3 separate regions of the Mus musculus genome follow, and regions 1 and 2 are each linked to region 3. The links are chromatin contacts, called in public HiChIP or PLAC-seq and promoter capture Hi-C maps. All regions are on one chromosome and are shown on one strand. The core of a region is the stretch at or near the end of the contact, and the rest is flanking DNA. Distances in the headings are between cores, read along the strand shown.

Region 1 (2,817 bases), core at 163-2,662, 200 kb after region 3:
ATTGGGAAGGGTGGGGTCTAGTGTATCTGGTCAGTTTCGGGGACTTGCTGAAGCTTCTGAGTTGTCTACTTCCTTAGTCATGAGGAGCTTCCTTCCCTGAGGATAAAATGTCTCATCTCAGAGGACACTGCTACACAGCACACCAAGTGCGTGGCCTGCTCACGGGGCCTCACCTGCTCTGCTGTGGATAGACTGAGGTCTCCCCCTGTGGGGCAGTCCCTCCCAGAGGCTACTGGATTTGACCTTGACTATTTCACCTTAGGCCTCAGTTTTCTTTCTACCAACTGGAGACAGTCCTTGTGGACTGTGGGGACATTAAAGAGAGTTACTCTTCCCACGTCCTGGCTATTATTATTTACTATCCATGATAGCTACTAGTTGTGCCTCAACACACTGCTCTGGTGTCAACCACACCTGCCCAGAAAGCCAGAACCTTGCTTAACCTCCCCTCATCCTTTGATCCCAGCCTCCTCTAGCATCCGGATCCCAGTCACAGCAGCAGACAGCCCCTCCACTGCAAACCCCTGCCCAACCCTGTTCAGGGTCGGAGGCCAGCATCATGGCTTCTCAGTCACTCAGGAGAGTATGTGTAGTGCCCTCTCAGCTGTGTCCTCTGGGCCCACGTGTCTGCATTCCTGGGAGGAAGCTCATGGCCTAACTTCCCAGGGTTTTTACAGGACCCTCCTGGGTAGAGGCATACCTTCTGCCCTGTCCATCCTCAAGTGAGCTTATATGGGAGGTCCCAGGGCCTTTCCTTGAGCCCTCGCACGTGAGAGCAGCCACACATCCTGACCCCTCTACTGTGGGGATCTCACCCCAGAGGAAGACTCAAGAGTGGAGATCTCCCGGGCCCTGCCCAGCGGGCCTCAGGTGCTTACGGATTTCACATGAGGGCTTCTTGCCTGCCACTAAGAGGACACCATCCATTCCAGGTGACCCTGATGTCACCCCTGGAGCCTCCAGCACCATGGTCCTTGCCAGTACCAATTCTACCAGAAATGCTAGCCCTGCCCTAACACCCGTGCCTGTCTAGCCCAGGCTCTTGTCAGGATGGAGGCGCAGGGTGGGAACTAGGTAGACCTGCCCTGGGCACCCTTGAGGGGTCACAGGTAAAGGCTGTGGCTGGAGTTCACAGAACCCAGGTGTGCAAGCCTGCACATACAGTATATGGGTGCCCAGGCAGTGGGAGCAGGGCTGACCAGAGTTCTGCAGAGATTGCCTGGAGGCCTTCCTGGAAGAAGAGATCCTGGCACCGCACAAAGAGAAGCACAGGCTTTCCAGGGCTGAGGAGAGGGAGGTCAAGTGAGGCCCAGGTGCCCCTGCCTGAGCCTGTGTCCCCAGAAACCTCCTCTCCCTCTCATCACCCCCACATCCTCCCTGCCACTCCCCGCAGCTCCCTGTGGCCAAGTGCACTGCAGCACTCGGCTCTGCTCCACAAACGGTCTGCTCCACTCCAGGAAGGCCACCTCCTCCCCCCCCCCCCACCTCCGGCTGTCACCACTCACCGCTCTAGCCTCCAGGGGGTGGGGACCCCAGAGCTGGACACACCCCATCGAAGCCCCACAGCTCAGCCAGCCGGACAGACTCACGGTCGGACTCAAGACCCCGGAGCCCTGAGGTGGGCAGCGCGCCAGGGTTCCTCGCAGCCTCTTCAAGGTCAGTGCAAGTTGGGTGTGCAGCCCTTTGGAGCCTTTGAGGTCTGTGGGACTCAGCTCAGAACCCTCATCCCAGACCACGAGCCCCAAGGTGGGCTTCACTCCAGGTGCACCTGAGCCAAGTGCTGGGCAAAGGGCGCCCAGGTCCACAGTCAGCACAGGTCCAGGGGTCCATCAGGAGGGGCCCCAGGCTGGGGGCCAACCCCTTGCTGAGGCCTCTTTGGGGACACTCCCCACCGGCCATGGGGAGCTAAAATTGGAAAGTGGCGAGTGGGAGGCAGCTGACACAGCTATTTTGTGCGCTCTTCATCCGCTCCGGTTTCACTCTCCTGCTCCACTAACCTGATCCTGTGCTTCCCTCCCCCACCCTGCCGATGAAGAGGTGTCTCAGCCCTCCAGCCACAGTGCAGAGGCTGCTCAGGAGGGCCAGGCCGGGAGCGAGCAGGGCCAGCGTGGTCTGGTCTGAGCCGGGACTCACCAGGAGCACCTGCCCTTCAGAGAAGCTCACTGGATGGCCTCCCGGGTCCCTGACCCTTTGTGACCCACACCTCTCTGTCAGTGTAGCAAGGAGCGGCCTCCCAGAGCCCCAACTACAGGGCTGGAGGAGACAGATCTGCAACTGGGAGATCTTGGGTTGGGAGAGATGGGGTGACCCTACCCATCTCCAAAAGGGCACTGCACCGTGTTCCCCTTTCCCTCGGTTCCAGGTCTGGACCTAAGCAACCACTGGAAGACTGGCGGCCAGGCTGAAGAGGGTGGGAGGGGCTTAGGTACTGGCCCAGACCCCAGGGATGGCCCAGCAGGGTAGCCAGAGGGAGTGACCAGACACATCCTGGACTTGATACCAGTCAGCACCTTGGACAGCAGCCAGCACCCTCCCAGTTGCTGCCTGGCCCTGCCTGGTCCAGCTCTGGCCACTCTGGGGCCTCAAAGAGCCCAACATCCAGCCTGCAGCAAGAGCTTAGACTACACAGCACTTCAAGGGGGACAGTGGGTGAACACAGGCAGGGACCTGAGATAAAACAGACTCACGGCTTGGCGGAGGAATGGAGTCAGCAGAGCCCGGAGTTGAGCGAGTCTGGGAAGTTAGTGCTAGAGGAGTTCACGGGATCTCAGGGGACCTCGTGGGCAGGGCTTTGCTGAGGTTAAGAGAGGCTCACTG
Region 2 (3,051 bases), core at 461-2,960, 180 kb before region 3:
CTATCCTTAAAACCAGTGAGAAGAGGCCAGTGAACTTGGCATCAGGACCATTTTTGGAAATGGTCAGACAGACTCCATCTCACCCCACTCCCAGCACTTGGGAGGCAGAGGCAGGCGGATTTCTGAGTTCGAGGCCAGCCTGGTCTACAGAGTGAGTTCCAGGATAGCCAGGACTGTACAGAGAAACCCTGTCTCAAAAACTAACAAACAAACAAAACCCTCATATTAACCAATCAGACACAGAAAGAAAGGTGCACATTTTTCTTGAAAGTAGAATCCAGCTTCTAAAAACAATTAGGAAAATAGGAGAGGTACTGAGGGCTTCTGTCTTGACCAGACAGTTTAGAGTCTTGGGAGCATCTTCAAGACCTGAAGACAGACTGACTGCATCCAGAGGAACAGTAGCAATGCAGCTCCGATAGCTGCAGGAGAGCCGTGGGCTCTGTGAGCAACACAGTCTAGTTAGTGTTCGGGGCTTGTGGGGGTTTGAATAGGTTTGGCCCTCGTAGACTCATGTGTGTGAATGCTTGGCCATAGGGAGTGCACTATGAGGAGGTGTGGCCTTGTTAGAGGAAATGTGTCACTGTGAGGCTGGCTTTGAGGTCTTATATGCTCAAGCTTCGCCCAGTGTGACAGTCCCCTCCTTGGTGCCTGTGGATCAAGATGTAGAACTCTCAGCTTCTCTTCCAGCACCAAGTCTGCCTGAACGCTGCCATGCTTCCCACAACAATGATAATGGACTGAACCTCTGAAACTGTGAGTCAGCCCCAATTACATGTTTTCCTTCTAAGAGTTGCCGAGGTCATGGTGTCTCTTCACAGCAATGAAACCCTAACTAAAAAAGGGCTTCTTTTTATGGGTCCAGGAGAGGAGGAGGAGTTGGTTGCTAAGGGGTGTATATGGGTGGGTCTCTTGTTTTGATTGACAGGCTTGTATTATGCAAGCTTTTGCTCAGTAAGCATGTCCTTCCCCATGATGCATCTGATTTTAGTCATATGAGCATCCAATCTTATGCACAGGCATAAAATATTAAATGGGGAGCAGGCTTTCCCAAAAAGTGCACTCAGAGGACACAGTTTGTCTTATTGCAAAGACACCCCAAATCAATCTACCCCCCGCCCCCCCCCCCCCACACACACACTTGCCTCTCTTATGACCAGGTAGAATCCTCTGAACACATTTGAATGGAAGTTGACCACAAAAGGGCACTTACTAAGGGTTGCTAGGGAGGGGAGAGTATGTGCTGTTGGAGCCGTCCAAGGAGGTAAAATGGCAGGGACGAATGTGGTCAAAGCACCGTGTGTGAAAAGCTAAGATGAAACCATTACTTAATTAAATGACAAAGATCGGGAAGGATGGCTGGCTTCTCACTGTGGTGACTGCAGAGATCATCAGAATTTGGTGATCCTGGTGTCACCTAAGCTCACTGTGCGTTTGTGGCATAAGAAACATCAGGACACTCCTGTTTCCCTCAGGTGGACAAAGTGGTCTGTGAAATCTCATGTAGAATAGTAAACCAGCCTCCTCTTTCAGAGGGAATCATGGGAGCCACTGGGACATGGTTAGGAGGGATAAGCCCAGACAGCTGCCCCGCCACCTCTCAGAGCCACACTTGAGGCCTGTAGGCATCAAGGTAACAGGCCTGGTGGCTGGCATAATGAGCCCGTGACTCACTGCAAGCAAGCTGTGGTTTTGATTCCAAGTGGCCTCTTGGGAGGAACTTGCTGCCGTCTGACCAGCCTGCAAGTCAGGTGCCAGGCACAGAGCTCCACCCCTTCACTCCAACCTCATGTCTGTTTTGGGGGTGCAGAGCCTGTAAAGAGGTCACTTTCTCCTCAAGGTCCTCTGCCTTCATGTACAAGCTCATCTTATTGCACCCCACTCCTCTAAGAAAGGGGAGCCTCCAAGGCAGGGTTGTGTTTAGAAGCTGGAAGCCAAAGCCTACCCAGTGGTAGCTGTCCCAGTGCATCCTGGGCCTTGACTTGGCCCACCATGTCTGGGTGGTTCCAAAATGTGGTGACCAGCTTCAGCAATCGGTTAAATATGCTCTCCTTGTCTTTCACATCTGGATAATCCACTCCACCTCTGCTCTCTGACATGCTCTGGAGGTCGTATCTGTTGTGAGGTTCTGCTTCCCAGAGTCTTGGCCTCTGGCATCAGAGCCCCTCCGTCCAGCAGCGTCTAGGCACCTTCTTTGTGAGAGTTCAGGTGGCTAAGCAACTGCTAACTTACTTTCCCATCCTTTTGCATCTGACTTTAGAAGCCTGGGTTGGGGCTATAGCTTAGCAGAAGAGCATTTGTCTGTTAGAGGCAAAGCCCTGGATCTGGTCACAGCACATCAATAGATCTGAAACTCAGTAGGCCACCCCATATGTCATCAAGTCCTCATGGGACCGACAGTGTCCAAGGAGCTCTGAGTCTCCTAGCACATGTTTTTAAGAGAGAAATGCACTGCACTGTGGTCCTTGTAAGGGATGGTTGATCAGGGTGCATATTTAAGAACAGCTCTGACTGAATCCTGAGAGCCAGGCAGCACTGGACACATCTCTCATTGTCTTCATGTCTAGCTGCATTCCCTCAAACCAGTGGCTTAACCAGCCACTCCCCCATCTCTGAGAAAGTAACATTCATGGGGATGCTGTAGTGGCAGGGCAGGCAGAGGAGGCAGGGCAGACAGAGCAGGTCCCCTGGCTTTTCCTGTTACCTCCTCCATCAGAGGCTTTGCTTTCTACCTCAGTGCAGGCTAGAACCACCTAGGGAGCTTGCAAAAGTCCACTGTCTGGGCTACACCCCAGACCAGTTAAACCAGGACTGAGGTGAGTGGTGAGTGAGTATGAACTGGGATCACTCTATCCCAGTCCAGCTCCCCTGCTCCTGGGAAGCCTCAGGGAGCCAGATGCAGTTCAACTAAACAAACCACCTTGAGACATCCTTCAGGGTCCCCGGACACCAGATAACCAGCTCCACTTAGCACAGGACTCTGCTCCAAAGGAACAGAGGCCACGAGGCTATCAGCGTGCTTCTCTCATAAGGACACTGAGCTGGCCACCT
Region 3 (2,700 bases), core at 166-2,665:
GCATGGCATAGTTCTTGGACATGGCTTGGACACTGTCATCAGAGCAGACCCTAGATGCAGAGTCTGTTCCTCCTCATCTTAATGAGCCCACATGTCACTAAATGTTCCTTCACACACATTGTTCTGCTCAAGCCAGCCAGGGTAGACACATTGCCTGAAACTAAGAACCCTCTGAGATAGGACAAAGGTTGAGGCCTGAAGGGCCAGGGGGCCAGTTATGTGGAGCTTCCACAGACTAGTGCAACCCTTGAGGCCAAGAAAGAGATTGTTGCTTTTTAAAACACCAAAAGCCAAATGGGGGGAGGTAGGAAAAGAGGAAGAATCCAGGCAGCACAGGTAGGGGCTGGGGGAAGCAGGAAGCCACAGGGCCTTCTTCATGGTACAGGCAAATGGTGCCCAATCCAGAAATGATCTGCCTTGTGGCCAGTGGCATTGTTCCGACTCTCTGTGTCAGTTCTTCAGTGCACTCTGTTTGATCTTCTCACAGGTATGTGTATGTGTGTGTGTGTGTGAGAGAGAGAGAGAGAGACAGACAGACAGACAGACAGACAGAGAGACAGACAGAGAGAGACAGAGAGACAGACAGAGAGAGACAGACAGAGAGACAGAGACTACTTTAGATGAGTTTGTAATAACAACCATGAGAGTGAAGCCCACTGAGGTCTGAGGTTCTGGGAAGGCTTTGTGGCCAACCGGGCCAGTTGGGTGGGGGTGGGGGAGGGGAGGAGTGAGGAGGGTCCCTTAATATATACCCCCACCCCCAGCCCAGTTCTCAAAAGGACAAGGTTCCACATGACATTTGGGTCATCGTGTCAGAAGTGTCACAATGTCCATTTCCCAAGTGAGAAATCCAGCCGTTTTGGTCAGATTCACCTGATGTCAAGTCCGAGCTCCAACACTGTCATCTGACACCCACTCATGATAACACCCCATCAGTTTGGTTGTAAAGCCAAATGGCAGTTCCCAGAAAAAGTATAAAAGAGACATAACATACCTGACAAGAAGCCTGGTAAGGGAGGAGCGATCCATTGGCTCAGGTTTGAGGGGAGACGATCCGAAGTTAACTGAGCACAGAAGCCTTCAGTAATGACCATGAACAGCTCTGTTCAGTCTTTGTGCTCATCTACAGTGAATACTTTAACTGCTGAGCCATCAATAGTCTCTTTATGAGTCTTAAAAGCATGTCAAGGTATGGATTATTTTTTCTCTAACAGATTACATATGAAGATTTCTGTATCTTGTATTTAAGTTTATCATCAGAACTCTCATAATTGGGTAAACAGAACACCAAGAAGAGCTTCTGGTCTTCCCAGGCTCGTGCATGCTGCTCGCTTGAAAACTACAATTCCCAGGATTCTGTGAGCCGAAGAGGTGATCCTGGCCGAGGTCCGAGAGGCGGGTCCCAAGGCCCGCGCACGCGCCCGGGTTCCGGAGTTTGAGCTCGCCAGCAGGGCAAGCACACTAGGAACACCTGCGACACCCTGTCGGCAGGTGGGCAGCGCGGGCATCTGTGGCGCAGCTGGGCCCCGGGCTCGGAGCGGACGGGGCACAGAGCCCGGCTTCAGGTGAGGCGCTAGGCCGGGCCGGGCCGGGCTTGGTGCCCGACCCTGGACTGCAGGGGAGGCCGGCGGGCTTGCCGGACCCAGGGCGGTAGACGCCGCCTGCAGCAGGCGCCGAGGTGGGAGGGGTGGGCCTGAACCGCCCGGCCCCCGATGGCGCACTGGACCGTTCGGCTGGAGCCTTCACTGCCTCTGACCGCGGGGACGCACATGCTCGTGCCTGGGAAAGAATGGTGCACATTTGGCACAGGTGGCGTGGAGCAAGGAGAGATGAGCAGTGGGGGCCTGGGCTGCGCCAGCTGCGTTTGAAGCGGTGCCTGGGTCGGCCTGTTGCTGACCTTTAGGCAGTTGGGGCTCCGTAGAGAACCACCCGGATGGACGGACAGTCGGAGTTAGGAGTTTGTCTGCTTGACAATGGCGGGGGGGTGGGGGTGGGGGCGGCTACTGACGGACGACCCTGATGGACTTGCCTATAGGAACCCGTTTTCTCATCGTTAGTGGGAATCCGGGGTAAAAGTTTGGGACCTTCCACCAGAATCACGCTGCAGGTTGTGAGCAGCCAGTATCCTCTGACCTTATGCCAACCAGCCCCGAGCCTGTTGGTGTAGATGGTTTTAGGCTTATGGGACATGTGAATATTAGCACAATTCATTTACCATGTGTGGACTGTTCCAGGCACTGGGAAAATCTTGGCTCCTTTACCGGCCATGTCCCCATAAGTAACTCATTCACTTTCTCTGGTCCCTTCCTTCATCCTCTGTAAGACAGAGTGAAAAAAGACCTTCTTTGAAGAATTGCTGTGAGGCTTCCATGAGGTAATGCTGGCAAAGCTTTCTGTCTGGGTTCTGAACACATCAAATGTTAGCATGCACGACCACCAACTCTATAGACAAGGTTGGAGTTCTGGTTCCGGGTCCTGTCTTTTCCACAGACTAGCTGCTCTCAGGCTTTTAGGATCAGCCGGCCCTTTCACATGAAGGATCCGAGTTCCAAGTGGTGACAGAGTTAGAAGAGAACTGGATACTTTATCCTCAGAGGTGAGAGCTGAGAGCCCCTGGGGGCCTTGGAAAGGGAGGGAGCTGGTGAGTGGATTCACCCTGGTGGAGCATCATCCTGGTGTGCTGGACTGTCAGGGCCGTCA

Evidence for each region. Promoter capture Hi-C pulls out the DNA fragments that hold promoters and counts their contacts. HiChIP or PLAC-seq counts read pairs in DNA pulled down with a chosen protein or histone mark.
Region 1: a promoter capture Hi-C map of macrophages shows a contact between it and region 3, with 5 read pairs. The contact joins the promoter of Hhatl here to the promoter of Pomgnt2 in region 3. A contact is called at or near these places in 4 of 39 promoter capture datasets (liver, macrophages and pre-B cells), 3 of 484 Hi-C or Micro-C datasets (embryonic stem cells, myeloid progenitors and nephron progenitors), 2 of 115 datasets of contacts at active chromatin or transcription factors (pancreatic cancer cells and stem cell-derived neural progenitor cells) and 3 of 9 other capture datasets (adipose tissue, liver and macrophages).
Region 2: a contact with region 3 is called in an HNF4G HiChIP or PLAC-seq map of pancreatic cancer cells. The contact joins the enhancer-like site here to the promoter of Pomgnt2 in region 3. A contact is called at or near these places in 13 of 39 promoter capture datasets (3T3-L1-derived adipocytes, the C10 cell line, the HPC-7 cell line and 10 more), 5 of 484 Hi-C or Micro-C datasets (the CH12 cell line, cerebral cortex, embryonic fibroblasts and 2 more), 11 of 115 datasets of contacts at active chromatin or transcription factors (DN3 thymocytes, SST interneurons, T-cell acute lymphoblastic leukemia and 7 more) and 4 of 9 other capture datasets (adipose tissue, embryonic stem cells, liver and 1 more).

The regions. Positions count from the first base shown.
Region 1 is chr9:121,791,102-121,793,918 of GRCm38.p6, reverse strand. Hhatl (hedgehog acyltransferase-like) reads left to right here and starts at 1,412. Exons shown (of 12, transcript NM_029095.2): 1 at 1,412-1,656. It also overlaps a transcript of Klhl40 not described here.
Region 2 is chr9:122,178,935-122,181,985 of GRCm38.p6, reverse strand. All of the region lies in intron 12 of Ano10 (anoctamin 10), which reads left to right. Among named protein-coding and RNA genes, the nearest start is that of Snrk, 63 kb to the right of the region's middle. Within about 2 kb of position 1,710, at least 24 of the 459 cell types and tissues checked have an H3K27ac peak or open chromatin away from gene starts, as enhancers often do. A contact at or near this core is called in the HPC-7 cell line, embryonic fibroblasts and pancreatic cancer cells, where this site is marked.
Region 3 is chr9:121,994,741-121,997,440 of GRCm38.p6, reverse strand. Pomgnt2 (protein O-linked mannose beta 1,4-N-acetylglucosaminyltransferase 2) reads left to right here and starts at 1,415. Exons shown (of 2, transcript NM_153540.4): 1 at 1,415-1,565. Gm39463 (a long non-coding RNA gene) reads right to left here and starts at 1,455. Exons shown (of 2, transcript XR_871388.3): 1 at 995-1,455.